Linked DNA regions of Mus musculus: region 2 is linked to region 1. Evidence: chromatin contacts called from public Micro-C data. All regions are on one chromosome and are shown on one strand. The core of a region is the stretch at or near the end of the contact, and the rest is flanking DNA. Distances in the headings are between cores, read along the strand shown.

What was found. Hi-C and Micro-C count contacts between places; a contact is called where the count stands out from the background.
Region 2: a Micro-C map of the G1E-ER4 cell line shows a contact between it and region 1. The contact joins the enhancer-like site here to the promoter of Inka2 in region 1. A contact is called at or near these places in 1 of 39 promoter capture datasets (macrophages), 4 of 484 Hi-C or Micro-C datasets (the G1E-ER4 cell line, female germline stem cell-derived STRA8 germ cells and muscle stem cells) and 3 of 9 other capture datasets (adipose tissue, liver and pancreatic islet).

The regions. Positions count from the first base shown.
Region 1 is chr3:105,701,096-105,707,152 of GRCm38.p6, reverse strand. Inka2 (inka box actin regulator 2) reads right to left here and starts at 2,554. Exons shown (of 2, transcript NM_175398.4): 1 at 2,328-2,554. The coding sequence starts at 2,384.
Region 2 is chr3:105,759,927-105,765,983 of GRCm38.p6, reverse strand. All of the region lies in intron 1 of Rap1a (RAS-related protein 1a), which reads left to right. Among named protein-coding and RNA genes, the nearest start is that of Rap1a, 38 kb to the left of the region's middle. Within about 2 kb of position 2,348, at least 80 of the 459 cell types and tissues checked have an H3K27ac peak or open chromatin away from gene starts, as enhancers often do. A contact at or near this core is called in the G1E-ER4 cell line, liver and muscle stem cells, where this site is marked.

The sequences.
Region 1 (6,057 bases), core at 1,305-3,804:
GGGTCCCTATCCACGCCATAGCCAAGATCCACAAATTCAATCCCTACAGTCTATGGAGGAAGGCAGCTCAGGTGCGGGCCCAGGCTAACAGCACTTTGCTTTCCTCTTTGCTCCAATTAGGGATAGTGAGGCTCAGAGGTCAGCTTTGCTATTGGGATACTGAGGTGAGGCAGCAGGGGGTGAAACACTGATAGCTCTGCCCATTGCTCTGCTGGGACTCTTCTTCAGTAAGCTGATGGTGGGGAGGGAGCAGGGGACCACGGGGTGGGGAGTGAAGAACTTTGCCATCAGAGTGTCATTCTGGGCCCTGGGCCAGGCAGTTGGCTTCCTCTCCAAGATAGTCAAAGGCTGGAGATGCTCAGACAAAAGGCCAAATGAAAACCGAAGGGGAGTGGGTGACTTTAGTCTCTCCTTCTCCCAGGCACAGGGACTCAAGGCCTTGGTGGGGGTTTGCAGATCAAAATCTGGGAGCTCAGCTCAGTGCAGATTTCTTTTCTTTCTTAAAAAATTCTCTTGACATCAGCAGACTGTCTTCTCCCCCACCACCTCCCACATAGAGTGCCATAAAATGCAAATCAGTTAAGATTTAGAAAATCCATCCCCATGCCAGGAACACCCACAGACCCTCTATAGATGCTTCTCCTGGTGTGGTGGCATGATCCCAGGTGCCAGGCACAAAGAGGATAGATACTATTAGAATCTGTTCTTTTCTCAGCATGGGCTTTGATCCTCAGCCATGATCTTGGTCTTTCTGGTACTGGCCACGTGAAGTGGGACCGTGAGCAGGGGACTTTATTTATGGTCCAAGACCACCATCCCAAACTAGCATGGCATGCATATGTAAACTGATAAGGTACAGGACCTGGTACAGTTCGGAAGAGCAGCAAAGACGTGTTTTGGAGCGCTAGTAACTTTCATATCTGCATGTCATCACAGAAAGGGCTCAGAGGGAAGGACTAAGGAAGTGAACTATAACGTGAAAAGGCAGTCTCTTGGACCAGACCGGACAAGACTAGGGCCAGGTCGTCTTGGTCAGGAGCATCAATGAAAGCACCTGCTATTCTACTTCTGCTTCCTCTCTCCACCCTACTACCACCAAAGCCTGCCTGTTACACATTGCCAGGCAGGCAGAGTGGAATCTCTGCAGCTAGGACTGGAAAGGTTATCTCTCGGGATCTTAAGAAGCCTGAGCTGGGCACTCTCTGAATCCAGATCTGCCTGGGTGACCTGACTGAATAGAAGAAAGAAGGAGCTAAGTGAGCCAGGAGGGCCTACTGCCATGGGAGATAAAAATGAAGGAGACATTGAGAGGTGGAGTGGGAGGTAGAAGCTAAGGCAGTCTAGATGGAGAAGGGACGGGCGGAGCTGAGAAAAGACGCACATTACCTACCTATCTGTCTGAATCCTGGTGGTAAAGGAAAACCAGAAGGGAGGGAGAAAGGGAGGGAAGGAGGGGAAGGAGGAGGGAGAGGGGAAAGAGGAGAGAGAAGAGAGACAAGAGGAGAGAGAGGCAAGAGAAAGAAATCAGAATTCACCTGGCTTCCCTAACACAGCCTTAACAGTCACTTATCCCTCTTCAGTGATTCATCCCCCCACTCCAGGGTAGCATACTCACCCTCAGCACCCCGAGGCCCCGCACACTCCCAGCGCACTCCCCAAGCCCAGACCTGACATCTGGCCGAGCCTCCACAACTCCCGCTCCGCGATCTGCCAGGCGGCACCCCTCCTCCCCCGTCATTACAGCTGCCACCCCCCTCCCTGCTGGCAGACAAGCCCGGGCAGACAGCCGGCCAAGCCTGCCCCCGCAGCCGCGCCAGCTCTGCCAAGCCCAGCAGAGCTGGGGGCCCCGGGCGGTGCCAGCTCCCCACGAGCGAGCGAGCAGTCCAGCCTGACCTCCTGCACAGGGCAGGGACCTGTCTGCGCGCTTCAGGAGCCCGGCACCCGACCACTGGCGCCCGATGCCTGTGCCTGTCATTCCTGCGACTCTGGACACTTGAGCCTTACTCCGTCCGTGTGCCTGTCCCCTCTGGGTGTGTCCTCCTTTCTCTTCAGTTGTTCTGTCACATTCAACTTATCTGGGTGCTCTGACTCCCTGTTACTTGTCCATATCTCATCAGAAATCTTTGCCAAAGTTTGTTACCTCTGAGCAACGTCCCTAGCCTCTACCTACCAGTTGGCATCCTCTCTCCTCTCCTCTCCTCTCCTCCCCTCTCCTCTCCGCTTCCGCCCGGTGCACGGAGCGCGGGGGGGGGGGGGGGGGGCAAGTCAGGTACCTAGGTCTGGGTGGAGCAGTCCTCCCTGTCCCCAGGCTCCTGCTCCGATCTTACCAGCTCCTGTTTGAGGCGACGCAGATAGCAGTCCATGTCCTTGCTCTCCTTTGTCATTCGCCCATTTGCTGGGCTCGGGCTCACGAGAAAGTAGGGTTCTCAGTGCGCTCCGCGCCCTTATCCGCGCTGAGCCGAGCCTCAGCTCCAGCGTGGGGACTTAGAGCGGCGTTCCCCGCTGCTGCCGCTCAATGCCCGGGATAGGGGCGGAGGAAAAGTGCAGCAGCCAATGAGAACTCAGAAGGGGTATCTTCGGCCAATGGGAAGAGCGGTCGGGGAGGGGGGGTGCTCGGGCCTGGCGACCCGAGAAAGTCTGTCACCGGCCTTGCAGACAGCAGCAACTACTGGGAGACTCGCAGAGGTCTTGATTAGGTTCTGGGTTCTGTGGGGCATGGAACTGGCAAAGCCCCCAGTCAAGTGCATTCATTGTCTATTATAAAGGAAGAACGCAGTTTTAGGATTGAGGACTAGGACTAGGCAGGAGGGTCACAGTGTTGAATCTTAACTCCTTTCAGAGAAGAAAACGCTCTCCTTTGCCTTCCCCTTAAATCCCTCAGAAGCCTTTTCTTTCTAAAGAGGGTCCTGGAAGTTCACGGCTCCATTTCATCTCCTCCGGGCCCACTCCTCTCTAGCGCTAGCGGAAGGAAGCGGCTTCCGCTAGGTCTCAGCTGGTGTGGCAGTCTATTGTGTTCAAGGTAGACCTGGTGATACTGAGTAAGAGAGACAAGGTCTCAGCCTTGCATAACTTTTATCGTGGAGGAGAAGGAACTATGAGACAAACAAGTAAATATGAGGATAGTCACTTCAGAGAGCGAATTTTAATGGAAGATTTAAAGATGGGGTGTTGGGAGCTGTTTCAATAGAGTTGGCAGGGAGTGGAGAAACAGGCCTTTCCCTTCCTAGAACTCCCTAATGCTGGCCTTCTTGAATAGGGGAGAAGAGGACTTGAGGACGCTCTGAGGATAGTTGACAGGCATTTCCCTGGTACCCATGCAGTAACTCCTAGGGGTGTAAGGGGTGGAGTTGGGGCACAGCGAAAGGGGTGCTTCTGCAGGCCAGTCCAACTCGATACTTCTAAAGCCGGCCTCCTGGCCACTTGCCTGACTTAAGTTACCCTCGGTGAGCAAACACCTCACCATTCGGCCTGCCAGAGTAATTAGTAACAATTTGCTTTGCTTTGTTTCAAGAAAATTAATAGGGGAAAGTTTGCCCCTGGCAAGATTTTGGTGGTCTGTGTGAGACAGAACCAAAAGGATGCAAGAGAAGCCGCGAAGGGAGAAAGCAGACACTGTGGACATTCATTTGATGCCAGCCAAGATCACTTCTTCAAAAACATTTAGGGGGTAGGTGAAGAACTTGGTGACTGTGACTATGCTCCTGGCCTATCTTCTCACTCCTCTTCAGAGTGATGTGCCAGTCAGAAAGTTAGGCTGGACGGTGTTGGTGCTGTTGAATCAGTTCAAGAAAGTAGTGGGTCAGAGCAGCATCCTCCACCATGACCCTCCTAGGAAACAGAGGTGGGTTCCCCACCCTGAAGCCCCACCCCTTTTACACAGTTATATCTTCACCCTGCAGAACAGCAGCCGGTTGTAAGGAGCTCTCGGTAAACATTTGCAGATCTGTGGTTTTCTCCATCCCTGAAACCTGGGCATGAACATCTTTGGAATTTAGGGTACTGGCTGTGGTTGAACTGCCAGGAGAGGCAAGCAGTCTGAGCTCTTGACAAAAATGTAGCACTGTGGTTGGGGCAACAACTCAAATGCTTTCCTGGGCCTCAGTTTCCCCTGCATATCATTTAAACCCTTGTGAGTCTAACATATCATACTCCTTACAAACCTCTCTGCCTTTTTAAAGATTTATTTTTATGTATGTGTGTGCCACATGTGTGCAGGTACCCTGGGAGGCCAAATGAAGGTACAAATCCCACACCCTCCCCCTGGAGCAGCTGTTTACAAGCAATTTTGACTCTCCTTCCTTCCTTGTGAGTGCTAGAAATGGAACTTTGGTTTTCTGGAAGAACAGCAAATGCTCTTAAGCACTGAGCCATCTCTCCAGCCCTACAAAACTGCCTTTTGACGACCACCTGCAAAATAGTCAAGACGTAAGAATACATGTCCCATTGTGCAGGTGAAGAAAACAGCATTAGCAAGGACTGCACACATTTCATCCGCTCTGAAGATGGAGACTGAAAGACATAACTGATAACCACAATCTCTGTACAGAGATCACAAGAGATTTCCAGATAAATTAGGGGTACACATATTGTTGTATGGCTCCCCAGGATGTTGGAACACAAGTACCAGCAAGTATCTGAAGTCCTTCTATAATGCTGGGCCATTGCAAGTCTGAGGTTAGTGTGAGTAAAGAGAGAATAGGTCCCCATCTCTCCTACCTCTATCTCTCCTTCTCTCTCTATCTCTACTTCTTCCAGAAAGCAACAGCAGGGAGATGAACTGCCTTTCTGTTTCTTCCCTTTTTAAGGGCCTAAGTGATAGAGAATAAAGCCTGTTGCCATGGTTAAATAAACATGGGTAAATATTCCTGGCCTGAGGACGGGGGCTGGAGGGACATGGTTCAGTTTTGCTGAAGAGGAATCAGATGGTTCAGCCGCCATCCTCCCACCTTCTGAAACTCAGCCTAGAGAGAGACTGTGACCATCTCAATTGACAGTAAATCCTAAAGGGGTCAGAGGTCTTGAAACTGGCCACAGGCATCATTCTCAAAGGCATGTACAGTTGAAATGGACCCTGCAAAAGGCACGTGGGCATCTGCTCCAGGCAAGAGGGGATAAGTGGTCTGTAGTCTTCCTGAGGGTGGGTCCAAAGGTGTCAATCACTCAGCATTTTCACCCAGCTTGGTGAGGGAGGGTGGCCCCCTTTGTCCTGCTGCCAGAGCCTGAAGGTCCTGGCACCTATAGATGAGCTTAAAGGGAGAGGCAGAGCTAGCTGTGTCCCAACAGAGTGCATCCTGAGCTAAACAATGGAAATGCTACCCTTCTTCTGGCTTCAGATCCTGTGGCCCCACCTGAAAGGTCCCCACCCACCAGGTCCTGGCTCAGTTATGGAAGAGGAGGTGCCCAACTTCTCATCTCCGCTGGCGACAATAGTGCTGGGAGATACATGGTCACACATGTTCTAGAAACTTCAACATAATAGCACCCTCCCACAGGGTGGAGCCATGTCCCTGTTGCCCTCATTCCTCACCTCCTGTGGCTGCAGAGACCATTAGCCCCCTCCCCCCTACCTACTCCCAGAGCATCAACAGGAAAGGCTGACCTTAGAGATAAACATGTGTTGTTGGAATGTGTTCAGATACCACTCCAGAACAGCAACTCTCCAGGGAAAGGACGTGCTGCACAGGCTTCCCAGAGGTGTCTGTGTTAAACACGCTGGGTACGTAGGGGAGGAAGCTAGACAGAGACTTGACTCCTCTTAGAAGAGGATAACTCCTGTTAACATGACATCTGTTCACTCTACATGAAGGACTGGCTTCCTGTTGCCAGGAAGGGCAGAGAGGGTGAGAGAGAGAGAGAGAAAGAGAGAGAGAGAGAGAAGCTTCTACAGTGGGAGAGCCTCTTGGATCTAGATGTAAGTTTCACTTTGAGTTTGACAAAGGGTGTGTGTGGGGTGCTTTATGACTTGGTAGATGACCCAAAGGGACTGGACATAAAAGCTCCACAAGGAAACTTTAAAGATTTGGTCTATTATTTTTATTCTCTCTCTCTCTCTCTCTC
Region 2 (6,057 bases), core at 1,099-3,598, 59 kb before region 1:
AAAATGGAAGGGGGGGTCTAAAGACTGAACTCTCTTGGTGGCAATCTTAGAGGTCCTGTTGGTGTGTGTGTGTGTGCTTGAAACATAAAAGTTTTGAATTTTGATGTCCAGTTTTTTTTTCCCTTTTAGTGGTTGTGTTTCAAGTGTCATGCCTCCAAAGTTATTGCTAACCCGTGTCATGCAGTTTCTATCTGTGTTTTCTTCCATGGAACTTTACTTAAGCTATATCGTTTAGAGTGTGAGCCCCATTTGGTCAGTTTTAATATACAAAATGGGATCATTCGTTTTTTACATGTACATCTGGTTTCCTGGCACTGTTTATTGAAAAATTGTCCTTTCCTGACTGTCTCCTGTAAAACATAATTTGGCTGTGTTTGTGAAGATTTATTTCTGAGGTCCCTATTTTCTACAATTCCTCTATATATTCATTTCTACACTGTTAAGAACATGAGGTTCTTAATAGATGTGGGGGTGCCTGCCTCTAGTCTCAGCACTTGGGAGGCACTGAGGCTGAAAGATGGCTTCTAGTCTACATAGTGAGTTTCATTCCAGCCAGAGATACATAAAAAGACCCTGCCTCGTATACTCATATAACAGCAAAATACTAACTTCTCCTTTAATTTCTTTTTTAAAACTTGGAATAGTAGAAATATATTGTTTCCAAATATTTGGAGATTCTCATATCTTTGCTACTGATTCTAAATTTGATTCTATCAGTTAGGATATATTTTGCTCCATGCAGTTAATTTTTTTATTATATATATTAAGTACGCAGCTTAATATTATACATATTAAGTACACAGTTTCTTAAAAGACTAAAGATCATAATGTCTAGAACTGAGAAAATAAGTAAATAAAGTTATATAAAAGAACAAACATAAAGACTTGTTATATATTCAGAAAACTGACTTTTTTAAAGTTCACTTATTTAAAAATATTGATACAGGATGTAAGCCATTAACTATTGCTTCACTGCCTTAAAGAACAATTTTATTAGTGCTGCTTATGTGGAGAGACGAAAACTACTCATGTGACTATCATGTCTTAGTGACACAATTCAATGGGGGCATTTTTATATTATGGAAAAGATAACAAGTTTAAGTATTGATCATTTTAGAAATACTGCCTAAACATTTAAATATACATTCCTTCCCCAATCTATTCTAATACAGTTTATGGACTATTAAGTCAAGCTTCAGAAGTTAAACTTTTAGCATTGATATAGTCAAGCTGTAAAAGGAACTGAGACTGGATTCTGACAGTTTTTCTTTCTTACATAGAGCACTATCTATTAGAAATGAGGATGTTAACTATTCCACACTGGAATCAGTTTCAAAGATGAGGCCAGGAAACCATGAAATGGATTGAAAAGGGATGAAAAGTGATGGGGAAGAGGAGCAGGCTCACCACAGCAGAGCATAGCAATTTCGTGGAAAACAAAAGGCATTTTGTATGGATTAAATTCCCTTACATTTATTGAGACTTGTATTTATAGTATAGAGTATTTACTCTGTTGGTAAATTTTTATATCCCCTGAAAAACAATATATATTCTATTGTTGTTGGTGGAATATTCTCTGAGTGTGGGTCAACCCTGTCCTTACTGGCTTTGCCTATTAGATCTGTCAGTTACTGACAGGTGCTATCATCTGTCAGTACAGTACTATTATTATAAGCAAATGTGAGAGATTTGTTTCTGTTCTCCTTGTTTATACATTTTGGTATGTTGTGTATTCATTTCCAGCAAATGTTATTTGTTAGATCAGCAAAAGGAAAAGTGAAGTTTATGGTTTAAACCATTGTCATTTCTAAAGAATCTCACAGTTCTTGCAAGGTAGGCCTGTTGATGACAAATCTGTTCAGTTGTTGTTTGTAGAAGTCTTTTCTCCCTCATTTTGAAGGATAATTGACCTAGATACACAATTATATTGCGGCAGATTTTGTCTGAATGATTTAAACATTTTGCTTTATATCCTTTTTTGTGGTTGGAAGAAAATTCTGATGTAATTCTTATCTTAGCTCCTCCTCCCTCTGGCTCTTTTGGCCATTTTACTCTTTGTTTTATTTTCTTGCTGTCTGAGTATCTGCCCAAGTAGATGTTTTTATGTTCACTCTACTTGGTGTCCTCTGCATTTTCTGAGTTTGTGGTTTAATGTTTTTCTTGTTTGTTTATTTTTTAGCAGTCTCCCCCTCTTCCCAGATCCTCTGCTTGGCTTCATCTTCAACTTGGAAACTAATTCTTGCCACCTCCACTGCAGCTGCTTTGGTCCATGCTGTCTTGGGTGCTTGCGGTTGTCTTCATTCTTCTTCCTGCCTTTGCCCTTTATCTATTTCATAGCTAGAGGAAGCTTGACAGCCTCTCTGCTCAGTCATCCAGTGGCTTCCTGTCTCATGCCAGCTAACAGCCAAAGTCTTTGCCATGGCCTGAAAGGCTGGATTTAGCTCCGTTTAGGATCTTCTAGTAATTAATCCCTATTGCTTGCCAGTCTTAGGGCCCTCTTTTTCTTATGGAAGTTGCCAGTCTTCTGGAGGCTTTGCCACCTTGCTCTTTTGCACACCTCTGTTCTTTAATTTCCTCTGGCCCCCACACACTCAAATACTGCTTTTGAAAACATAAACCACATCGTCCATGAGCTCCTTTCCCCATTTTGCTGCGTCATTATTCTCTGAAGTGTTTGTTTGTTTGTTTGTGTTACTGGGAATTCAAACCAGGCCCCATCTCCTCACTAAAGCATTTTACCTGCAGAGGAAATCTCTGGCAGAGGAGAATATGGTACACTGAAGAAAATGAATGAAAGCCAATTATGCTGGACTGTTGAGAACAGAGGGGGCACATTGTAAGATAAATCTAGGGAGGGATTTAGAGTTCAAATTATAATGTTCCCTCTTAGGCCTTAAGCATTTCTATCTTTATATTTAAAGGTAATGGTGGTCACTAATAAATCATATTACTCACTTGGAGGGTTATAAGGAAGTAGTTACTAAAGTGACTGATTTGTCATGTTATGAAAATCATCCCAGCTACTTTGTAAAGAATAGAGTGGAGGGGGTATATTACTTACTTTTTGGGGTTTTGTTTGTTTGTTTGTTTGTTTGTTTTCTGTGATAAAACACTGTGACGAAAGCAACTTATAAAAGAAAGTGTTTAATTGGTTGGGCTTACAGTTTCGGAGGGTTGGGGTCCACCATGACAGAGCCCTGTGGTAGCAAGCAGCAGGCACGTTAGCTAGTGCAGCAGTGAGAGCTCACATCTCAAACAGAAAGAATGAGTGCACTAGGAATAATGAGAGGTTTTGGAAGCCTCAAATTTTGACCCTGTAACATACTTGCCTCAAACAGGGCTACACCTAATCCTTCTCAAACTGGATTTACCAACTGGGTACCCTGTATTCAAATATATGAGCCTACACTGGCCATTCTAATTAAAATCACCACAGGGAAAAGACTGAGTTTGCTGCAATCAGATGACAGTTGGTTCCAGTGATTTAGGTGTCAGTTTTTGGTAGGTTGTTGATGACCATTTAAAAAAGAATGGTTGGAGCAGTAAACCTTCAATGAAATATATTTATAAATATCCTTAATTAGCAATTTTTATCTCCTAATTTTTATCTCATCAGAATGAGCTTTCTAATTTTATACAATCTTTTGATTCTATTTTGAGAAAATAGAATGTCTGATGTAATGTAGATCTTTAATACACATCCTAGAAAGCCCTGTGTCCTTTTGTATGTTTCTTAACATATAGCACAAAATCAAGCATCTCTATTATTTAACTTTCATTTACATTAGAGCTAGACTTGGTTTTGTTTTCACCCTTTATTTTGGAGTATAAGGCAACATTATAGTTTCAGATTGTTAAATAAACCATATGTAATAAAGTGTTGACAGGAAATATGACCTGAGTTCTGGAAGAGTGGCTGTTCTCCATTTGAGTGTATAGGAAAGAGAACAGGTGTGAGGTCATCTCCAAAGGAGAAGAGAACACATACTCAGTGGCTGCGACTCACTGGGGGCAGGGGGGCAAGGAGGCTGGGAAGTGTTGCTCTTCCCACACTACCTTGTGCTACCCCTAGAAACCTACCTGTGCTTTTATACAAGTCTGCTCTGTTTCTAATTGCTACCGTGTTGGGGTCAACTTTTGTACTACATGTTTTCTCAACACTACCACTAAATGCACAGTCAAAGATAATCAGAGAACCTAGAGTGTAAAGTGCCTCTTGCCTAATTAATTGTTATACTCATTTTGCATAAACCAGGCCTGTTTTGGGGTTTCTTTACCTCCAAAGTGAAGACCATTCATTTTCTCCAATGTAGCCCTTCCCTACAGCTAACCTCCAATGGAAAAGAATCCAAATCTGCTTTGGGTTTTATCAATTCCAGTTGGCAAAATAAACTTTTCAATGAGACAATGCCTGCAGGCAATGTGTTGTGTTGTTTTGTTTCAGCTTCAAAAAAGCTGACTAACTTTGTCCCCTGGTTTTGTTGTGGCAGCAAAGTGCCTTCGACTTCCCAGCATCACCTCAGGCTAGGGCCACTTCAATTGTAGACCAATTCTGTACCTTTCAATCTAAGGTTAAGAATCAGTATGTATCCTCCAGCTGCCTTGTAATTTAGGGTTCCTACATTGATAGGGTTGGTGAACGTTGTGTGTATATTATCTTATTTGTTGTTCACACCAGTGTTTTTGAACTGGTAAAGATTAACCAATATCTCATTTTCCAGCCCCATTTTCATTCGATTCTAAAGGCTTCCTAGGTTATTGAACTGGGAACTCAGTGGGAAAGATGGACATTAGTGTTCAATAAAATCTCGCTTTGAATCCAGCCTTAATTATTTCATGCAGTATTTATTGAATATCAACCATTCCCAAGTACTGTTTGAGGTACTAGGATGGCGTCTTTCTTTATAATATTAGGGAAGATATATTAACCTTGAAGCTGCTAAAAATTAAAATATATTATTAGTAGGCAGCTTGAAAAAAATTGTTTCCTTCCCTTCCTGTGGTCTTCCTCCAGTTTATTCCCTGCTGACACCCCCCTCCCCCCCATTCCATTCTACGTGGTGCTTACAGGGCTCTTTCCTGCTTTGTAATACAGATGTTCTAGGTTCTTAGGATATTATAGGAGACCACAGTAACCTGATGCCTGCTAAATCCATCCTTTGTGGGACTGGAGAAATAGCTAAATTGCCAGTTGTGCTTGCTGCTCTTGTAGAGAACCAGAGTTCAGTTCCCAGCACCTACATCAGATGACTTAAAACTACCTGTAACTCTAGCTCCAGGGGATTCAACACTCTCTTCTGGCTTCTGTGGTTATTAGCACTTACATGCCACACCCTCATACAGACACATAAATACTACGTGGTTGTTCCTCCTCTCACTTTATGTGTTACAGTAAAAGCTCACTAGCTTACTCCAAGTCTCTTGAATCTGCCCCCCACCCCGAAATTCCACATCCTTTATACTCTACTTGTACTGTCTTCCTCTCCTGGCCTTCAAGTATTACATATAAAACACAGTGATGTATACTCTTTACACCCCCTCCCATCGCCTTCCAAAGGTGAGCCTGTGTATAAATGCAAGTTTCTGTATCGTGTATATGGGTAGAGGCAAGTTGACATGTTAGCCAGTGAACTCTGAAGTCAAATTGCTTTAGTTTGAATCATGCCTTTTCTTTTTAGATATGGACTCGTTAGCATATTATCTATTAATTAGTTCTTACCTTCTGAGCTTAGTATGACTTCCTCCTTCACAGCTGACACTGGAGGTTGAACCTGTGGCCTTGCCTACACCAAGCAGATATATTGCCACTATACTATGTCCTCAGGCCCCTTAGTATGAGTTATCTATACTAAGTGAAATGTAGGCTGATATTATTTGTTGTTATTATGTAACAAAACAAAATATATTGAAAAGCTAGTGCCATTTTAACACTAGAGACAGGTTGGATTATGCCTTCCTAGTTATTTTATGCCTAAGTCATGTAACCCAAATAAAACCCTTTGGTGGTTTCCCATTATAATGGGGACAAAAATATGTTTTAAATTTTTTGATTTCTTA